3 separate regions of the Rattus norvegicus genome follow, and regions 1 and 3 are each linked to region 2. The links are chromatin contacts, called in public Hi-C maps. All regions are on one chromosome and are shown on one strand. Each heading gives the region's core, a stretch centred on a gene start, on an enhancer-like site or on the middle of the called end of the contact. The rest is flanking DNA. Distances are from core to core; before and after follow the strand shown.

Evidence for each region. A called contact is a pair of places that touch in the nucleus more often than the background predicts.
Region 1: a contact with region 2 is called in a Hi-C map of the A7r5 cell line, with 4 times the contacts expected there. The contact joins two enhancer-like sites. A contact is called at or near these places in 5 of 12 Hi-C or Micro-C datasets (the A7r5 cell line, the Rat2 cell line, Schwann cells and 2 more).
Region 3: a Hi-C map of the A7r5 cell line shows a contact between it and region 2, with 5 times the contacts expected there. The contact joins two enhancer-like sites. A contact is called at or near these places in 7 of 12 Hi-C or Micro-C datasets (the A7r5 cell line, Schwann cells, frontal cortex and 4 more).

The regions. Positions count from the first base shown.
Region 1 is chr17:32,411,354-32,414,053 of GRCr8, forward strand. All of the region lies in intron 4 of Gmds (GDP-mannose 4, 6-dehydratase), which reads left to right. Among named protein-coding and RNA genes, the nearest start is that of Gmds, 110 kb to the left of the region's middle. Within about 2 kb of position 1,343, at least 5 of the 93 cell types and tissues checked have an H3K27ac peak or open chromatin away from gene starts, as enhancers often do. A contact at or near this core is called in the A7r5 cell line, where this site is marked.
Region 2 is chr17:31,981,487-31,984,186 of GRCr8, forward strand. LOC108348555 (a long non-coding RNA gene) reads left to right here. Exons shown (of 3, transcript XR_001841989.3): 3 at 773-947. Among named protein-coding and RNA genes, the nearest start is that of Mylk4, 110 kb to the left of the region's middle. Within about 2 kb of position 1,450, at least 3 of the 93 cell types and tissues checked have an H3K27ac peak or open chromatin away from gene starts, as enhancers often do. A contact at or near this core is called in the A7r5 cell line, where this site is marked.
Region 3 is chr17:32,243,630-32,246,329 of GRCr8, forward strand. No RefSeq gene overlaps it. Among named protein-coding and RNA genes, the nearest start is that of Gmds, 59 kb to the right of the region's middle. Within about 2 kb of position 1,267, at least 4 of the 93 cell types and tissues checked have an H3K27ac peak or open chromatin away from gene starts, as enhancers often do. A contact at or near this core is called in the A7r5 cell line, where this site is marked.

The DNA.
Region 1 (2,700 bases), core at 93-2,592, 430 kb after region 2:
GGCTGGAATTAGGGCCCAAGTCTAATGAACAATGGAATAAACCTAGTCATAAAACAGCAAAATTTGAAAATTGAGAGTCAGTCCTTGGGTTGCCAAGTCTTTGTACTTAGCAGGTAAGAGCACTGACTGCTTTTGAAGAGGGAGGACTTGGATATGGCATCCAGCACCCACATGATAACGCACAAACACTTGTAGCTTCAGTCTCAGGGAATTTAACACCCTCTTACGTCCTGAGGCACCAGGGGCAAAAAACTCATTCACTTAAATTAAATATGTCTTAACAGAAAAAACAAATAATTGTCCATATTTACTACTGCTGCTGCTGCTGCATGCTACTATTACTACTCATTACTACTACTGCTACTACTACTACTACTAAATTTGAGATTAGCCCATTTTTTATTTTAAGACAGGCCTGAAGATTTACAAAAACATTTTTTACCTGCCTAGATGCTGTTTAGAAAACAGCAACAAAACAAAACCACTAACCCCCTATCTTTCTCATTACTTTTTCCTTTTTTCCTGCTTTTTTTGGTGTTGAGCAGTACCTCATATATGCTAAACATATGATAGAGCTCATCTTAACCCTCTTGGTTCCTTAATCTTTTGGTCAGTGTATGTTATCTGTTCTTAGTGTGAGGGTCTTTACATTCTGCAGGCGGAGCTATTTTCCTAGGGATTTTCAGTGTTTCCCCATGATGAAGGAAAGCCTTAGGCTTTTGTGTTTGAGAGTTTATCCTGTTTTCTACAGAGGAGTGTTTGTTCTATTTTTCCAGGCATGACTATTAGAGGCTGGAATCCACAGGTGAGGTTGCAAGGACATAGATGTTATGGGAGTGTGGGGCTTTGTAAAGTAGATAAGGATAGAATAGATCACCTGGTGGAATGAGTGGACCCTTCTGTGGTCTCTGGAGAGGAGGGAAAGCCCTCGTGCCCAGAGACCAGTCAGTTGATGCGACAACTATGAAAGACTTTACTACCAGCACTTGGAGAACACTCAGATAACATATTGTAAAATGAGTTCTCAGATTCCTTAAGGTGGTAGCTGGAGAAAGGAAGATAGAAACCTGCGGGGAACTTGCATCATAAAGGGTATGGGGAAGCAAAGTAGGATAGCAAGAACCAAGGAGACAAGGGGCAGTGGGTGGACTTACGTGTTGGAAGTTAAGAAAGTAGGTCTTTCTAGGAAGAAGAGCATAGAGAACCAGGAAAGCCTTGGCAGTAAGGCTGAAGATCAACTTGTAATATTTCTGTTTGTTTGCTTTTTGCATTGCTAGGGTTGGAAACCAGGGCCTCATGCATGGTGATGCGTGCTCTATGACTCAGCCATACCCCATATCTGACTAAGTACTTTTTAAAGAAGTGGTCTGAAGTAGATGTGATGGAGCTAAAACAGATTCAGCACAGGGGTTTTAGTAGTTGAGTTACAAGGAAAGTGTAAAATGAGTCAATTCTTTTCAAGGAATTTCCTGTTGGAAGGAGGAGAGAACAACATAGTAAAGATTAGGTCAGTGTCCCTCAAAATTGCTAGGCCTCTTTCCCAGACTCTTTGATTTCTGAAGTTCAGAGTGAGGGTGAGAACTTTGATTTTTAGGAAGTGTCCAGTTGGTCCTTAAGCTTAGTCTGGGAGCCACACTTTGGGAAACATTGGGTGTCTTGGTTCATTTGTACAGTTGCTTTAAGTGCATTCATCTTAGACTTTGTCTTTTCAATGTACCAGCTTCTGAGTCAGATGAAAATTAGCCGTACTAATCACCAGTTCATGACAGTGTGAGATTTTAAATCACTATGACACCGACAATCAAGAATTGTGATAGTTGAAAAAGGCGGGAGTGGGTCTCGTATGCACCACTTCTTCACACTCAATTCTCTTTCCAGGTAGTGTGTAGCCTGGGAGATTCATACCTTACAAAATCCTCCTTATATTTCAAGATAAAACATGAGTACAATCTGTGTTTTTTAAAACCCACACTTTTTTATATCTCTGTGCTGTAAGCTAAGGCAAGTTGATCGTTAGCTGTGGGTAGCAGACTCCAAGAAGGGGGTTGGCTCAGGCTGGAGTGTCCTCAGCTTTCCTTGCCAGCCAGTGAGCTTAGAGCCCTCTGATCACTCTAAGCTGCATTTATGGGTTCAGATTTTGGTATGTTTTGTTATTATCAAGTGATTAAAATATTACTTTGTTGTAAATTATGTTAATATCTTTAAGAAATTTACTGTTCATAAAAAATTAAATAAAAATTTGTTTCTGACCGGTATAATATGTTCAGTAAGATTAACTTAAAATAACATGCTTTTTGTAATATTTTGAAAGATGGTCTAATATTAGCACATTTTGTGTTTAATTTTGAATTCTTGACTTCTAGACTGGACAATGTTTGTGTTGGCCTCATGTTGTGCAGAATAAACTCTCTATCACTCACACTTCCAGTTAATCTGATGTGGGCCAAGGTATTGCTAAAAGTAAGGAAAATAAAATAATAGGAAGCTGGTCTGGCTTCCTGTAGGAAACCAATGAAGATGAAATTGCTTCTTGGAATGAGCCCATAGCAGTCTGGGAAATACTGACTGAAGACATTTTTCTGAATCATAAACAGTAAAATTATGACTCATGAAGTAGTTCATTGAAAGGCTGATTGGATCTTACATGGGAGAAAGTGAGGGATGACTGCAATGTACCAGTTATTAAAAGCAGTTAAACCT
Region 2 (2,700 bases), core at 200-2,699:
TTCCTCCTGGTTTAAGGAAGAATGTAATTGAACTCGGGGAGCCCTACAACAGCAAGACTAAAGAAGGCTGAGAGACTGGGGTGGTGTGCGTACCAGTGAGTCTTTTTAAGGATAAATGCAAGGGATTATAGACTGAGGACTGGGGCACTAGTCATTAGTGGTGCAAATCAGAGATGCCTATGTTGATGGGCTAATAAAAAGGAAAGCCTGATCAAACTGGCAGAGAGGTTAGAGTCAACAGATAACAAGAGACTGGAACTGGCAGGTTGCTCTGCAGGACCAAAAAGATCAGGGATCCTCCAGAGCTATTTGACCCAAGCCTCCTAGCTCTACAACCAGGCCGCGTTATTTAAGCTCGGGCAGTTCTGACGGCCCTCCACCAAGGTGGGTACTAGCTTCATTGTTTTCAAGATGAAAACAACTGTAGGTCAGATGTTCAAGGCTATGTAGCCAAGGATATAAACATAGGAACTGGGATGTATACTGCCACTGGCTCCAAAGTATTAGTCTCTGGCCATTGCTTTGCCGACTTTGTGAGCAAGGCAGGGCGGATGAGCAGCCAGGGGCCAGACACATGGAGTACGTCCACCTTCATTCCACAGTTCCTGCCAGCCGAGCGAATGTGTAGCACGGGGGCCTCTGTGCACTTCTTGCTGTCCTTGCCCAAGAGTGACAGGTGGCCTGGCTGAAACGGGTTAAAGACTGAGGACTGGGGCACTGAGGGGATCCGAGTTCTATCCTGTTCTTGTTCTTCCTCTTCTGTCTCATGAAGCAGAGGGAAGAGGGAGAAGTCACAGCCCAGAAGGACATCTAGAGCCCAGTCAGAATAAGAAGCCTCAAAGGATGCTTCAGGCCTCTGTCTCCCAGCACCAGCAGGCAGCCTGAAAATTGGGTTAGAGCAAGGGGCAAATTATGGCTATTAAAAAAGACATTGTTGTGAGCCATGTAAAATATGTTCTGACTTAAACAAGACCAGCATTTTAACATTTAAAAACAAGGCCAGTGTATTGAAAGGAATCTCTCTCTACTACAAAATTGTAAGAGGCGATGGGGAAAAGTCACCAGGAAGAGGTGATGGCACAATAAAAACAATTAGTGGGTTCCTGCAGTGCGATGACAGAAAGGACAACTGAGGCCCCAGAGAAATAAGATTAGCCGGAGGGTGTAGAATGGTGTGATGTCCGTACCCCTCCCCCCACACTGGGATCTGGATATAGACGACACCTCACTGAGGCGCCCCATTCTTCTTAGGACTTTAATCTGAAGACAGGAAAGCTTTCCAAGGAGATTTGTCACCAGCTCACCTGTCAACTTTCTAACAATTGGATTCGGAAGAATGGAAGGTGGGGGGTGGTGGAGAAAAAGGAGAACAAAGGAGTGTGCCGTGGGCAGAGAGCTCGGCCTTGTGTATGGTTGAGCTGGCGTTTCCATGGTGGGCCCAGGTTTCGGTTGTGTAACCACCAGCTAACCGTCATCCCTCAACAATGAAGGCCTGGTGAGGGCTACCTAGCCTATTTTTGTCTCATGCATTCGTGGACTCCATTCAAAAGCTCTGTGGTGCCAAGTCAAAACGAAGACAGGTTTGAGTCACAGCCACCTGGCTCGGGCCTCGGTGGGTGGCATTGGCAGGGGAAGATGGCCTGGAGTGCTGTGCGGGGGTATGCACTTGTGACTCAGGTTGGTGCACATACTAAAACCTGGATGTGTGGCAAGAACATTCTCCGCCCATGCCCATAGCCTCCCTGACGCCCTTTCAACCCATGTCAGAGCATTAGAGAGTAGCACCAAACTTTCCTGGGGTTGTCTACCCTGAGAGGAGCAAGTGTGTGGAAAGTGAGTCTCTCTGATGACTTGGGAGTGTTTAAAAGCAGTTGGTTGAAAACCTTCACCACTTTCTGAGCCTGCGTCTAGATGTCTGGAACATAAATCATTGAGTACACATTTCAGATAATCCGAGGAGATAAGTACTATTGCACCCATTCTGTAGATGTAGAAACTGAGGTCCCCGATAGCTCTGTGACTCATGCAGGCCACAGCTGATGGCATAGTTTTGGAATCTGAAGTCAGACTTCAGATTTGGAACCTTGGGTTCCTCCCCTCTTATTTTCATGGTTTCCTCTCATTAAAAAAAAAATGCTTCATAGATTCGGTAAAATAAAGTAACAACTCGACCTAAATGCCATCCTCTGTGCGCATTCAGGGATGAAGAATGAGTGTGCACCTTCTGGTTATTCCAGTATTTGGGAGACTAGGGCAGAAGATTGTGAGTTCAAAGACAGCCCCAAAAATAAATAGATGGATGGATGGATGGATGGATGGATGGATGGATGGGCAGAAGGACAGGCAGGCAGGCAGAAAGAAAGACAGAAAGACACAAATATAAGAAGAAAAAAGTCTAGGTAAAGTTTCATCAGTTACAAGAAACAAACAACTCCACACCCGCAGCCATGCTGAAGGTCCCTTCTCCTTTCTGAAATGTCAGTAAACAACCCCACAGGCAGCTGAAGGCAGAGCTGAGTGAGTTTACAATACTTGGCACCCAGAGCCTCGGCGAACATGGCTTTGTTTTTACTATTGAGCAAAATGTGTTGTGTTACGATTTCCTTTTCTGAGTCAGAGGAGAGACATGAACTATTACTTGGCTATGGAATATTTGTGAGGTCCCAGTGGAAGAGGTTGTGATTTGATTTTAATGCACAT
Region 3 (2,700 bases), core at 17-2,516, 260 kb after region 2:
AAGAAAGCCTACAGGTATAGTTCAGAGAGAGAGAGAGAGGGGGAGAGAGAGAGAGGGGGAGAGAGAGAGAGGGGGAGAGAGAGAGGGGGGGGAGGGAGGGGGAGGGAGGGGGAGAGGGAGAGGGACAGGGAGAGGGACAGGGAGAGGGAGAGGGACAGGGACAGGGAGAGGGAGAGGGAGAGGGAGAGGGAGAGGGAGAGAGAGAGGGAGGGAGGGAGAGAGGGAGAGGGACAGGGAGAGGGACAGGGAGAGGGACAGGGGGGGGGGGGAGAGAGCCGTCTAAGTCAACTGTTGATGCTTGTCCTCCAGTCTGAGTTTCTTTTGTGTATGTCTGTGGGTGATGGTGCTGAGGACAGGATCAAGAGCCTGTTGGGTGTTACACAAGAGGTCGACCTCTGACCCAGGATCCACCACTGCTTCTTCAAGGCTTTGAACAGCTTTTGCAGATGTTGGGGCTCCAGAGATCTTGCTTGCTAGCCCTTTCCAGGGCAGTTTCTGTTGTTCACAAGCGCTCCATTCAAAGACGGAGCAAATGTGAAGCCACACTACAGAAAGAGCAGGAAAAACATTTGGTTCAGCTGTCTATTCAGAATCAAATGAGATCCAAACGTATCTGTGAGAAGAAATGTTCATGAAGAATACACACAGATAAACGCACAATGCCTTTATGATTAAATCATTGTTAACACCATTAAAATAATACTCCATGTCACTGAAGAACTTATATAATGAAGACATTCCTTCTACTAAACAGGTAATGAGTCCTGCCACCATTACAGAAATTTTCTTGGGTTGATGTGAGTTTCACTTCTTTTCCTCCATTTGTCTCTACTACTTGTGCATGTGCACGTGTGCCTGTGGTTTAATGAACAGCCAGACAGTGATGAATATCTACAGTCCCAGCTCCACTGGACGATACTTCATCCCAAGAACACAAATCCGACATGGCCAGCCAAACTGGACCTTGACTCTTTAAAAGAGACGAGGAGGAGGTTAGGGAGTGGAAGAAGGAAACGGAAGAAAAATTAAGGCAGCAGCACCACAAAGATTCATAACCAGTAAGTTTATAATAAGCTCATCAGAAACGTTCTATGAGCATGTGTGGTAAACACACATTCACAAGTGAAAGAACAGTCTAATATAGGGTATAATTCCATGAACACTATTGTCAAGGAAAATAAGAGAGTTTAAATGTGGGAACAACAGCTTAAACCATCCTACCAAGTGACTCAGTTTCGTCACGTTTTTTGTGAGGTTGACAAAATAGCCCTCCTCGATCCAGCCAGCAGGTGGCAGTATTGACTGCGTACCAGAACACCCTAAATCTGGCTGGAACTTACTGTTTCAAAAGAGTAATTCCCAAGAAATACAAATGAGTTCATCTTATCTGTGTTTTGAAACTTTCAAAGATATTGTTCCATCGTATCAGAGACTACTGTGAACTCCCTTTGTAAAAGCTTGATGATCCGTCTATTTCTCTTGGCTCTGGGCATGACATTGAATTGATGGGACATGTTTGCTTTCCAAGCGCTAGTTAAATGGATAGACACTTTATCTGTTCCACAGTTAGCAAAGCATCACTGTTTACCTTGCCCAGGACAGGGCCTCTGAACTGCATGGGAACTTTCCTAAGAGCAAAACACTGAACAACATGTGGATGTGAAGCACTCATACATGGCGGACCTCGACAGGTTGAAACAGACCCTATGGCTCCGGAATTATGTACCCGGCGTACCCATTACAGCGATTCAAATCGGATCTTCCCCCAGACTTCTCCATCGTTTGTATTTTCATTTGACAGGTCTTTATCTGTATTTTACTTCGCTTTGTTTTCTTCGCTTGCTAATTGGAACAATTTCAGACATCGTGACTTTGAATCACACCCACAAGATAACCCCCTGCCCATCGTATCGTCAAAGACACATGTAAATGTAAATACTGCTTTATCATAGGGATATGTCTACTCGTCTTTTTCATAACCAGAGCTTTCACTTTGCTTTACCAGGCCCCTGGAAAGGCATTGCTGAGGTATTCACCTCCTCTTGACCAGCCAGCTAGCAAACTTTTCTTAATGGGTTAAATAGTAAGCATCTTAGGCTTTGGGAACCTGGAGGCAGAGTAGACGCTTCCCCGCTCAAGGATGTGAAAACCATTGTGAGCTCGTGAATGACACCCAGAGGCAGTCTTCAGGGGAAAACTAACTTATAGAACGCAAGTTGCCATGAGAAGTCCAGATAGGCAACTCCTCATTTAGTTCAACTGAAGCTTTTCCCCCAGTTCTATTGTGCTGCAAAATTGTACCAAACAGTCAACTTGGTTTTGTGCTTAGTGAGTTACATGGAATTTTATGATTACAAAGGCTTTCAGCTAGGTAACTTTGCCTAACTATGGCCAGACTTCAGTGAGGAAAGCTGAGCTTGGTGCCTGGTAAGTTGGGAATATTCTGTAAGCTTTGTACTTAACAATACATATTAGGATCAAATATCATCCTGAACTAAAGAATATCTGTATTTTTTCCATCAAAATCCATAAAGATTGAGAAAGACAAGACTATAGTGCTCTACACACACACATACACACACACACCACATAAATATACAAACATACATGCACATACACACATACCACATACATACACACACATACATGTGTACACACACACAGACACACACACACACACACACACACACACACACACAC